Linked DNA regions of Danio rerio: region 1 is linked to region 2. The links are chromatin contacts, called in public Micro-C maps. All regions are on one chromosome and are shown on one strand. The core of a region is the stretch at or near the end of the contact, and the rest is flanking DNA. Distances in the headings are between cores, read along the strand shown. Region 1 holds the start of slx4ip (SLX4 interacting protein). Region 2 holds the start of jag1b (jagged canonical Notch ligand 1b).

Region 1 (5,935 bases), core at 341-2,840, 130 kb before region 2:
GAATACCTATAGGTAGGCCCACACAGAATCTGTGCACGCAGATTTTTAGCCCATGGTTGCGTCTATATATTTACTTGAGTAAAAGTGTGTAAATTTATATTTATTCAGTATTTAAATTAATGTTAATGAATTTAAAGTAATATTATTGACTAATATGAAAATGTTCTTATGATTAATTTACAATACAGTTTGTATTGTATTGTATTGTATTGTACTCGCTTTATTTTACTAATTAAGTGGATCTAATTGGATTTGCGTTGTATACATTAAATAAAAGTTTAAAAGGTATTATTTTTTATTTCATATATCAAGTTTCAGTAATGATACTCCCAAAATCTTTTAAATTTAAACATTTTCTGTGCAGAAATAGCTAAAAATGTCCGCAAATTCTGTCTGGCCCAACCTATAGGTAACTGTATATATAACGTCCTATGACTGTTGCCATTCACTAGTTATTTTAAATGACAAAACAATATTTAACAATCATAACACAATTGGAACCATTTAACCTGAACCAGATAAATAAAAATGTCTAAAAATGCATTGTTTTCAGTGAGGGAATTCATTTTTGCAATTTTTCATCTAAATAATTATTTATGTTTCATACATTATGACAGTTTTTGAGCAATCTTTAGTTATTATCTATTTATTTCATTGGAATATATGTGCATTTTAAAAAAAAAATCTTACATATGAAATATTAAGTGATTATTTTTGATGAGATATTAAATTATACTATTTCAATATTTACATTAACATATTAAATAATTTATAATACACTAAGGCAATTTGATTCTTATCAAAATTTATTTTGCATCTGTTTATAGTTAGCAACTTGTTTATAAGTTAACAAAAGGTCATATATGTAGTAATAACATGGTAAAATCATGGTAACGTTGAAAATATTTACGACTTTAATTTGCTCACGAGATGTTGCTGATATAAATATGGTTTTGTTTAAAAAAACAAAGTTCCAAAATATTAATATTATAAATATTATAAACGGCTAAATAGTTACGTTATAACAAAGTATCTTTTAAAGTCTTTGGTTATAATAATTCAGATAGTGTTATGTGGTTATTTATTATGAGGTCAGTACATTTTATTTGTAGTCTACAAAGTATTGTACTTTAACCACTCATTATAACATAGCGTTACTACACTTATCTTTTACTTAATAGCAATATCTTCTTTCATATAACAACTAATAACAAACCTAATAGCTTATAAAACGCGCATATTTAGCGTCATACATACCAAAATTCAGCTTATATCTTAACTAACTGAAGAAAGAACAGCCAAAGGAACATTAAACCGTACCGCACAAACCAGGCAGATGGTGTTTATGTGCTGCACATGATCTCATAGAGTAACTAAACTATGCCAGTTAAAAAGTGTTTTACAAAATAAATGGATAAATTAATGGTTAAATTATGAACAGCAAGCGCTATTCATGTTTTGTGTCCTTTTATGTAAGCTGAGATATATCGTTCAGGATATTTCACAATTTACGTAAAATAGCAATCACCGCTGTCTGGCAAAAATATAGCTTCCTACATCCGGCTACGTCTCTATGACAACTGGTAGCGCTGGGGTCCTTACGTGACACAGGGCATGTTTCAAACCATCGGCGGGAGATTAAAGTTTCGTTCATTGCGGCTATTTTATTGTCATTCTCGACTAAATTGTGATTAAACATGTTAAATATTTATTGTACGTTACATTCAAATAACCCATGTATATTGTAAGCCAGGTCTGAGTGCCGCATAATCGCCCTTCTGCTTTGTGTTTTGAATTTGACTTGTATCTGTCACAATCCAAACACGTGAGTAGCTGCTTCACTCTAATGACTTGACGTTCATCACTGAATGCTCAAAATATCAGCAATAAATAAAAAGTATTTGTGTTTATCTAGATGGGGGAAATCTAACGACTGAATTTGAACAGGATGGAGCCCTCGAAATTTGTGGTCAAGGTAAACTTTTCATTTTATCAGTTTATCTTAGAATCTTCGTTGCTTTTGTGTTTTATTTTTACAGTAATTGTAAAATTAGTGGTTGAGACAAATGAAATCGAAGCTGTAATTTCACAATTTTGACGTTTTGTGTCTGAATGTTTACAAATGTATGTCGTTATGCCAGCCTTATTGTTTTATGAATGTGTTGTTACCCTTTATGCAGTGATCATGATTATCTTCATATCATCATAATTTAGAATTCGTAACCTTGGAGTTATGTCCAAGTTTCTGTCTGCGTTCTGAATGATTTTGAGGTATTGAGCTTTAAAGTTTTTGCACTGAATAGCAAACAGTATGTGTGTAACATTTTTTTATTTTTTATAAAAAGGCTTAAAATGTAAACAATAATAAAAAAACATCCCATAATGTAAATAAGTTGTCATTTAATAAGAATATATGAATATCTCAATTTGGACAAAAATGTCAGGTAGAACCTTATAATTCTAAGGTGACAAATTGTTTATCATGATTTTGAATTTTTAAGTCGTTACTGTGATTTACCAAAGATTATGGCTTCCATATAATAAATTATGATAAACCTAAAGAAACGAGTGTATTCAATGCTTAAGAGATCGTTGAAACAAAAATAAATAATAAATTCTGAAAAAAATGAGTTTTTCTGTTTTTGAAAGCTTCAGGTATTTCTGATTTGTGACTTGGAGTTGAGACAGAGGGTATAGTTAGCTCAGAGAAAAAAGTTTGTGGATTTTGTTTTGTCGTAGTTGTATTTGTCTTGATTTCTCAAAACTTGTGTTTTTTTTGTGTGGGTGAGTTGCATACATAGTCAGCTACAAAGACCAGGGTGAGCTAATGTTTGGAGTTCTGTCAAAAATAATAGCCCTGCTGTGACTCTTCTTTTCAAATATTTGGCAAATTATGTTTTACAGAGCAAGGCATTTGTCAAAGTATTTCCTATATATATATATATTTTTTTTTTTTTTCTAGAGAAAGTCTTATTTGTTTTATTTTGGCTAGAATAAAATCAGTTTTATTATTTATTTATTTTTAAATTAACATTTTAGGATCAAAATTATTTGCCCTCTTGTTTTGATTGGCTACAGCACAAACCACTGTTATACAATGACTTGCTTAATTAACCTAATTTACCTAGTAAAGCCTTTATATTGCACTTTAACCTTAATACTAGTATCTTGGAAAATATTTAGTAAAATATTCACTGGCATGATGGTAAAGATAAAAAAAATCAGTTATTAGGAATTAGTTATTACAACTATTATGTTTAGAAATGTGTTGAAAGAAAATTTTTATTTCCATTAAACAGAAATTCGGGAAAAAATATAAAATATTATATTATATTTTCTTTTACCAAACTCTATTATATATCTTGGGAACACTTAATATATGATGCACGTGCTGCTTAGGACAATTCTTTGAAATGTTTGGGCCAGATTTACCAAACAGGGTAAATAATCACCTAATTTTCATAATATCAAAGAATTGCATAAACTACGGCAGTTTGGCTCATAAACAAGCAGATTGATGATAAGGTGCAAAAGCACTGGTGCAAATTAGGGTAATCTGGTAACGTTGAGTTGAGTTGACTTTATTAGTACCCGTAGGTAGATTCTTTTTTCAGCAAAGTTTTGCATTTGGTACAAACAATTAAATCACACATATACATACCCACATATACACATACAAAGTACCTTTTAAAAGATTATAATTTATTCAGAGCAACAATAGATGATGGGACAAAGCTATTCCTGAACCATTTTGTCCTATAAAGCATCTGAAACCTTTGACCCGAAGGGAGTAGGTTAAACTCCTCAAACAGAGGATGAGAGCTACAAATAATAATGTTCTGGGCATTCCGTAAAAGCTGCCTACTATACAGGGATTCAATACTTAGCTGTGATTCACCAATCAACCTGCTAGACCACCTAACATCCTGGCTCAGTCTATTCTTGTTTTTGAGAGACAGACCTCCAAACCATGCCACCAGAACGGAGGATAGAATAGACTCAATAAAAGCAGGATAGAAAAGAGTAATCATATTGGGGCCAATGTGGGCATTTCACAGCTTTGAAAGTTAACTTCATGAAATACAATAACAACTCACCCAAAAATAAAAACAAATAAATGAAATATTTGGAAAGCTGAGATTTGAATGCTGTAAACCAAAATACTAATTTTCTAATGTATTGTAACATTTGAAATTGGGCATAATTCTTTTCCATTTTACCTATTAAAATAGACCAAATCCATGCTTATACTCCAAATAATGCAGTTTACTTTTTAGACATGTACAGTTTTACAAGTTTTTAGCTGTTAGTAGCAGAAATATACAATAAATAATCGATTGAAGATGTGCATACGGCATTAAAAAACACCAGAGTGAGTTTTATTTTTGTGTGAACTATCTGTTTAGAAGTGCGGACTGTACTTCATTATTTAAACTCTAGATGGAGCAGCTGTCTTAGGAATGAGGGCTATTAGCTCATAGAAGAGCATTGAGCTGTCTGTATGTATTCAATGTGTTGTTTAAAAAGCACAGCTCTTAATTTTTCATGTTCTAAACCCATAATATGTTCAGTCTGTGCTTTTTTTTTTTTTTAACTCAAATTTCATAGTAATGTTAGAGATATTATGTTTTCCATATATCTCAGCTTCTTTGTTTTACATTACATTACGGTTTGATGTTTCTTTTTTTCTTTTTTTTTTTTTAAAGTATTCATGTATGTATATCTATCCAGTTGATTGTCTCTGCAGCACAGATGCTGGACCGGTGCTGTCTATTCATCCACAGGCCAGATGAATGAATGTCAGTACTAATGCTTGTCAGATGTTTCTATTAAGCGCTAGAAAAGCCCCGGGTCTTTTTCTTTGTTGACGTTTCATATAGCGAAGGCTTTAACTCTAGATTCTGGACGCGACTGTGGATCACACACATCCGCGTTGAGTGCCAGACTTTGGCTGCATATTTCTCTCTTTCTGTCTTTCTCACTCATCATCTCTCCCGTCTTTCTGTTTTTCATTGTGGGAGAGCACCACTCACCAACTTCACCCTCCCAGTCTGCACATAATGATACTGTTATATATGTTGCTCTCCCTGAGAAAGAAACTGTCATGCCCAACACTGCGACCACAGAGAGACATTTAAAATGGGGAAGCAAACAATACCGTCAGCTGGGCCCAGTTCTTAGCTAAACTGTTCTAGGACAGCATAAGACCCGCGTCATTTGTAAAATAATTTTTCTTATTTTTAGTTAAAAGTTATAGTTTAGTAAAAATTTAAATTCTGTCATGTTTTTTAAAATGTTGCAACTTTGAATGAAAATGTATATGTAGTTAACATAAAGACTCATTTAATAACTTAATAAAAAATAACTGTTTTATTTAGAACAACTGCAAGTTAAACATGTGTAGAAAAATGTCACTGATCATTTAGTTTTTGCTAGAGTTTTCATTAACACTAAATGGAACATTGGTTTAATTTAAGTTAATACACCTATAAAAAATAAATATGGAATTTCTTCATAATAGCTTAAAATATAATTTGCGATAATCTTTTTTTCCCCATCATGGCTTGAGTATAAAACCTTCTTGAACAAGAAAACATGTAGAGTAGACATATGAGGATATTCAATAATAATATAAATATATTGTAAAAATTAAACATGGACAATATTAACATCCTGGGCACCTCAAAATTCCATGAATAATTATTATTTATTCAATCATTCAGGATGCTTTTTGAGATTATGCAGATTTTTGCCAGTTCTTCATCAGATCAGCAAGTGCTTCAAGATTTAATAGTTTTTTTATTTATCTTTTTATTTTTTTCAAACATTAACATTTTCACAAAGTAATCTAATCTGGTTTATGATATTAAAAATTCTGTGACTGTGTACAGGCAGTATGTTTATTAACTCTGTAGTCTGTACACCAAGGATCCAT
Region 2 (6,516 bases), core at 872-3,371:
ACTGATCATCTAGTACTGGACAGGTGGACAGCTTACAGTTTAAACAGGGACACATTTCCTTTGTCAGACCGACAGTTTGTCCTTTGATATTTTTTTATCATTTTGACCTCGCTGAGAATGTGTCCACAATGACATCACCAAGCGAGCAGGTGCACAGGCGCTCACGCCAACAGAAAGTACGAAGGGTCTGTTCAGTGTCCCCACAGTCAAGAGCTCCTGAGAAATAAACACGAATACAGGGCTCCCACACTTCCCGAACAATGATTTTAAACAACTGCTCTATGAATTTGAATTTGCAAACACATTTGATGAAATTTTAATGTTTTCCAAAACCGTGGGAACCATGTGCAAGTCTTGCTAAGCTGTTTCTGAATGGGGAATCCCAAACAACTAGTTGATTGATAGCCCCAAAATAGCTCCAACTAAAGTATTGCTACCAAAATAAACAGTTTAACGTTACACTACACCAAGCTTTTGAACCTTTATGACCCCCAACCAGATTCTCAGCCAACCCTGTGACCCTCAGTATGAAAACCCCTCAATTTATTTAGTTTATAAAGCCAAAATGTGACCCTCATGTTGGCACGCTTCACACTGCATACTCCAATAAGGGATTCCATTACATTTACTGCAAATCACCTGCAGTTTAAACTTTCTTGATAACACAGTTTATAAAAGCACTTTAAAACCCAAGACTGCCATTTCAAGAGATCACGGTCAACTCATAAATTCTTTAGAGCTGCAAGACAAACATTGGTAAATCTGTCTCCTCTATAGAGCCTTAACTCAACGTGCTTCACACCAAACAAATCCTCTTTTATTTGCATTCTAATGCAATGACACAAATAATGAGGCGTAGGTGCAAGACGACTGTTATTTGACATTTATTTAGGAGGTTAGATGACAGCCAAAAAACATTTTTAGGAGCCACTGAATGAGGAGTGAATTTACTGCAGGAATAAAATGCTAATTACTACGTTTATAAATGCTTAGTGATAAAACTTCAACCCTTCCTCTGCAAACACACACACATAAAGCTACTGACGAAATGTAAGGAAGTTTGGCATCAGTGCGTTGTTGTTGTTTTGTTTACAGTGGTGCACACGATCAAAACTATCAGGTAACTCTATACACGTGGATCGAAATATTGCTAAAATGTATCATAAACGTTGCGTCATCATAACACAGCGTGACCTTGTTAAATATTTTCTAAAACAAGATGAGAATAAGAAGCAACATGTACTCACCGGCCACGCAAAACTGAAGGGTAAAACAATCCTTGACTTTTCACTGCGCGTTCCCTTGGTCGAAAATTTATTCCCACCGAGAACGGGCGTAGATCCAGTTCCGAAACTGCAAGCCCCAGCCGAGGAAACTCGCGATTGATATTCCTTTAGACAAACTTTAAAATATGTATCACATTCGTCCCGCGTGCATTTGCGATCCGCCGGGTTCCTCGCGCCGTCGCAGCACGCGCCGTTCTGCAGCTCGCCGTTCGCGTTCTGCATCGATAAGATTTCCAGCTCGAAGTGCCCCGATGCGTCAGACACCTGTTGAGCAGAACAAACTTTAAATCCTTGTGCAGAAAGATGAAATTACTCTCGTTATAGAGTGACAACAGTGTTGGAAATGCTCAGGCAATCTGTAAGTGTCAACATACAGAACTGTTTGTGTGAGGTACAAACAAGAGTTTTTCCTATAGCAGACATGCAACATGCTGTTTACAGAATATCTAACTTTTAAACAAATTACCCCAAACTATGTAATGACTTAAATCAAGACTCACCGTCGTCCGCAAGCATAACAAAAAGGCATGAAGGTAAAAAGCAGAAAATACTGAACTCCGTCGCAGAATCATGCCTTCTTGCTGGTGTTGCTTTGAGACTCAGAAGTTGTAGCCGCCTCACGGCTCTAATGTACTCCCCGATTGAACATGCACGGGTGGAGAACAACTTTTATTTCTTTCAGAAGACTATTTTCCAGTGTGTAGGAAACTGCCTCCTATTTTCCCAGCGTATCTGAAATTCTTATCTTTTTTGTTCTGCGTCTCTCTCTCAGCGGCGGGTATACATTACACAGAAGCCATGAGAGCGTTTGTCCGCGACTGACTGACTGCGCATTCAATACACCAAGTTCAGTTAATGGGGGTGGCGAACGCATGCGTAATTTTAATATTCAAAAGTTAAAGGGTGTGGTTTGTGCGGCAGCCCCGCCCGTGTCCCCCCAGTCCCACAAGATGACGGGTTCATCTGTGAGACTTACAGAGGACCAACCGCATGTTCTTACATCGCAAAAGATTAGTATTTTAAAGGGAAAGGAATGCAGGATGCTACAGTAATTAGCTAACCTCACCATATATGGTAGGACAATGTTTTAAATTACTTACTACAAGTAAACTACAAAAATATGGTCTGTAAAAACATGAAATATATAAATGTAGCATTAAAACATTTTACTGTGTCCTTGCTGCACGTTCCATGCATTTACTATAGTAATAACAACATCACATGCAAATGACTCATTACTTAAGTGTATTTACACTGTAACAAGAACATATTTAACCAGAACTGCCACATCCATCTATTTGATTTACTATCAGTTTACTCATGCCATATATGAAAATAAATAATATTTAAAATGCTTTAATTTGTATAAGATTGCACTATAAAATATTGCAAAACATTAAGATGAAATATCTATCTATCTATCTATCTATCTATCTATCTATCTATCTATCTATCTATCTATCTGTCTGTCTGTCTGTCTGTCTGTCTGTCTGTCTGTCTGTCTGTCTGTCTGTCTGTCCGTCCGTCCGTCCGTCCGTCCGTCCGTCCGTCCGTCCGTCCGTCCGTCCGTTCACCCATCTATTCGTCTATCCATCTACCTATCTATCCATCTATTATACATTGATCTATATACCATTCATCTTTCCGTCCGTTTATCCATTCATCCATCCATCCGTCTGTCTGTCTGTCTGTCTGTCTGTCTATTTATGTTTCTGTCTGTCTGTGTCTGTCTGTCCCTCCGTCGATTCATATCTATCTATCTATCTATCTATCTATCTATCTATCTATCTATCTATCTATCTATCTATCTATCTATCTATCTATCTATCTATCTATCTATCTATCTATCTATCTATCTATCTATCTATCTATCTATCTATCTATCTATCTATCTATCTATCTATCTATCTATTTATCTATCTATCTATCTATCTACTGTATCTATCTATCTATCTATCTATCTATCTATCTATCTATCTATCTATCTATCTATCTATCTATCTATCTATCTATCTATCTATCTATCTTTGATCAGCCTATTATTTTGTCTGTCCACAATTACAATAAACATATCAGCATCGTGTTTTATGTTTTATTTAGTCAGGCAATACACATGAATTCTTGTACAGTAAAACGATGTTAAAATAATATAAATCTATCGCATTCATCCCTCTCCATATATTTGTTCACTTGGATCAGTAACTTTGAGACAGCAATAACATTAAACATATCAACATCTAAAAATAATGCCTTGCAGATTGAGTTATTCAATTGTGGAAAGTAATTTAGGAACTAATACAATGTATCAGTGTTGTAGTATTGATACAAAAAGGGCCCTTCTTAATGCTGACATTTAGCATTTTATGAAAAAAACGTGCCTTGATCTGATGCCTCTGAGTTTTAGACATCCCTAAGGCCCTATAGTTGCGCATATAATACAGTAGTTATTTGCCCCAACTGCCCCTGCTGCCCTCTTGTGGGTATGGGGTAAATCTAAAAAAGCTGTTCTAATATAAAGGTTATATAAAAGCAAATCCAAACTTGAGTGTCTGCCAGATATACTCTACTCTTCCAGATATTTCTCTGACGTTATAGGTCATGCTACAGGTCACACCACAAACCTTAGTTCAAACAGTCAAACAGCATGAGACAGTGGATAATCAGTAACTAGTGGCTTATTTCGCCACATCATTTTACAACCGCTGTAGTATGTGAAACAGCCAGGATTGTGGTATGAAATCGTCTGATAAGCAACCTCAGTTGGAGAAGTGCATTTCTACATGTCAGTCAAAGTGCTCTTTAGTCACAGCTTTGGGAGTCTTTAAATCTTGATGTTGAAAGATGGGTAAGGGCCTCTGTTTACATGCATGTCTGTGTTAAGAAGTACTGTACACTTTCAGAAATAAAGGTATGAAAGCTGTCACTGGGGAAGTACCTTTTTAAAAGGTAAATATTTGTACCTAAAGGCCTTCTAACTTATTTGCATATTAGTATTTTAAAGCAAAATTTTAGGAACTAATACAGTATGTAGATTTATGGTATCTATGTAACTGTAACTGCACTGTCAAAAAAACACATTATTTTACCACTAATTTAACACTGTAAATTAACCACCATTAAATTATAGACATTTACCATAAAATAATAGATGGTAAATTACAGAAAACAATCGTAAATTTAAGGAAACTTCTGTAATTTAACATCCGTTATTTCAGTTTTTTTTTTTTCTTTCACTTTTTATTGTGATATGATCGGCATACGACCTCGAGCTGAAAATCGAACTTGGGTCGTCGTGTGCACCATGGTGCTATATGTCGGCACACTTAACTACTAGGCTATGAGCGCCGACCTGTCTGTTATTTTACAGTAAATGTCTAATTTAACGGACGATATTTTACTTTTTTTTTTCTGGCACCTCGCCCCAAATATCTGATTTTTTTACAGTGTACCTAAATAGAAAGGTACCGTTTTTACCCATACCTGCCAACACTCCCATTTTTCCCAGGAGTATCCCGAATTTCAGACCCATCTCCCGCCACCCTACCATTTTGTTATTTCGCCCAGAAAACTCCCGTAATTTCACTCCTTAAGAATATTTCACCCGTTATATTTTAGTATGATTCATCCCCAATGAGGTGTATGGTTAGGGGGGAGTTTGAGAGCACACCTCCTATTAAATATCATACATTTTCATTCGAATTAAATCATATGAATTTATACAAATTAGCCACTTTTCTGACAATACGAACATTTCATGCGCATGGCTTTGCTGGCAGGGATCGATGGTGCTGTGTACTGGATTGCTCACCCAATATTTACTTATCTACTGTAATTTATATAGTTTATAATAATACTATTTAACAGTATTTTAACTTTAGGAAACCTACATTATTATTTTTTAAAATAAAATATTGTGATTTCTTGATTAAATATAGCAAAAGTAGAGTCACTCCTTCAATATTATCCAGTCAGAGGAAACCAACAGTAAACGATTCACTAAATTTATAAACTGAATCAGGAAAAGCTGTATTGGAAAGAATTGTTGGTATTTATTCCTTTCAGTGCAGAAAAAAAACTTCAAATGGTTTACTTCATGGTCTACTTTAAGTTGAGATTTTTATTTGATATATCCTTTTACCTCTTCACCTTTATATTGCAATGACAGCAAAATCACATCCCTTAATAGTGTGTGTGGCCACATAAAGGAGATCTATAGCAAGTTGAGGGCAAGATGCCAGGCTGATATTTCCTGTCGGTGAGGTTCAAGATTAAAGGTGCTCTGGACCTTTTGTACCGACCACTGTGCCTTTAAAAGATTGTGACCCCCGAGAGAGGTCTCAGGTTTCTCACTGCATTCAAATAGCCACTCTGTGTAATAAGGGTTAATTAGACTATTTAGACCTCAAAACTTGAGCGCTTTCCTCTCAAAGGGTTTCACCCATTTTGATATCCGCATTCACATTTCATTTGGGATGCCAAAGCCTTGCTTTTGAAAGTCAGACAGGTTTGTTGGATTTAAGCGAATGCTTTTGTTAGAGAATCTTGACGTGCCACTTTTAAGATGGTGCTAGTTTAAAAGCGACTATGGATTAGTGAGATTAGTCCTATATTATAGAGAATATCATGTTCACTCTGTTATTGCAACATCCAAAGTTGTTGAAGGTGAAGGTCGGGAGTTCAGAATCTTGATTTGAAGCATGTAATTTGAAGATTTTTTTTTAATGATACAAAACCTGGAAAATGTTTTTGCATTATATCCTGGTAAAATTGTGCACATGATCTAAGAATGTTATAATGCTGAGCAAAATTGAGTACAGCCCATTTTGAAAGTGACTATTTTTTCATCTATTTCTCAGTGAATATAGGCAATGTATTTTGGTGCATTTAAACAAAACAAATTTATTATATATAAATATATAATAAGATATATTTATTAAAATAATATTTTAGTCACCAAAATTTAGAAATTGAAAGACAATTATTTATTGCAATAATAAATATTGCAAAATATTATTATTATTATTATTATTATTATTATTATTATTATTATTATTATTATTATTATTATTATTAATAATAATAATAATAATAATAATTACAACTTACAAAATCTTTCTTTCTTTCTTTCTTTTTTTTTTTTTTTGCTTTTTAATGAAAAGTTTTTGAAACATTATATGGCTTTAATTATTTGTGATTCTTCATTATTTATAATGGGTAACCACATAAAATG

Evidence for each region. Hi-C and Micro-C count contacts between places; a contact is called where the count stands out from the background.
Region 1: a contact with region 2 is called in a Micro-C map of caudal fin, with 9 times the contacts expected there. The contact joins the promoter of slx4ip here to the promoter of jag1b in region 2. A contact is called at or near these places in 2 of 18 Hi-C or Micro-C datasets (caudal fin and hematopoietic stem cells) and 2 of 4 datasets of contacts at active chromatin or transcription factors (caudal fin and embryo).

The regions. Positions count from the first base shown.
Region 1 is chr13:38,927,553-38,933,487 of GRCz12tu, reverse strand. It overlaps slx4ip (SLX4 interacting protein), which reads left to right and starts at 1,590. Exons shown (of 12, transcript NM_200411.1): 1 at 1,590-1,825; 2 at 1,916-1,975. The coding sequence starts at 1,949. mkks (MKKS centrosomal shuttling protein) reads right to left here and starts at 1,318. Exons shown (of 5, transcript NM_200165.1): 1 at 1,258-1,318.
Region 2 is chr13:38,794,095-38,800,610 of GRCz12tu, reverse strand. It overlaps jag1b (jagged canonical Notch ligand 1b), which reads right to left and starts at 2,121. Exons shown (of 26, transcript NM_131863.2): 1 at 1,787-2,121; 2 at 1,248-1,550. The coding sequence starts at 1,858.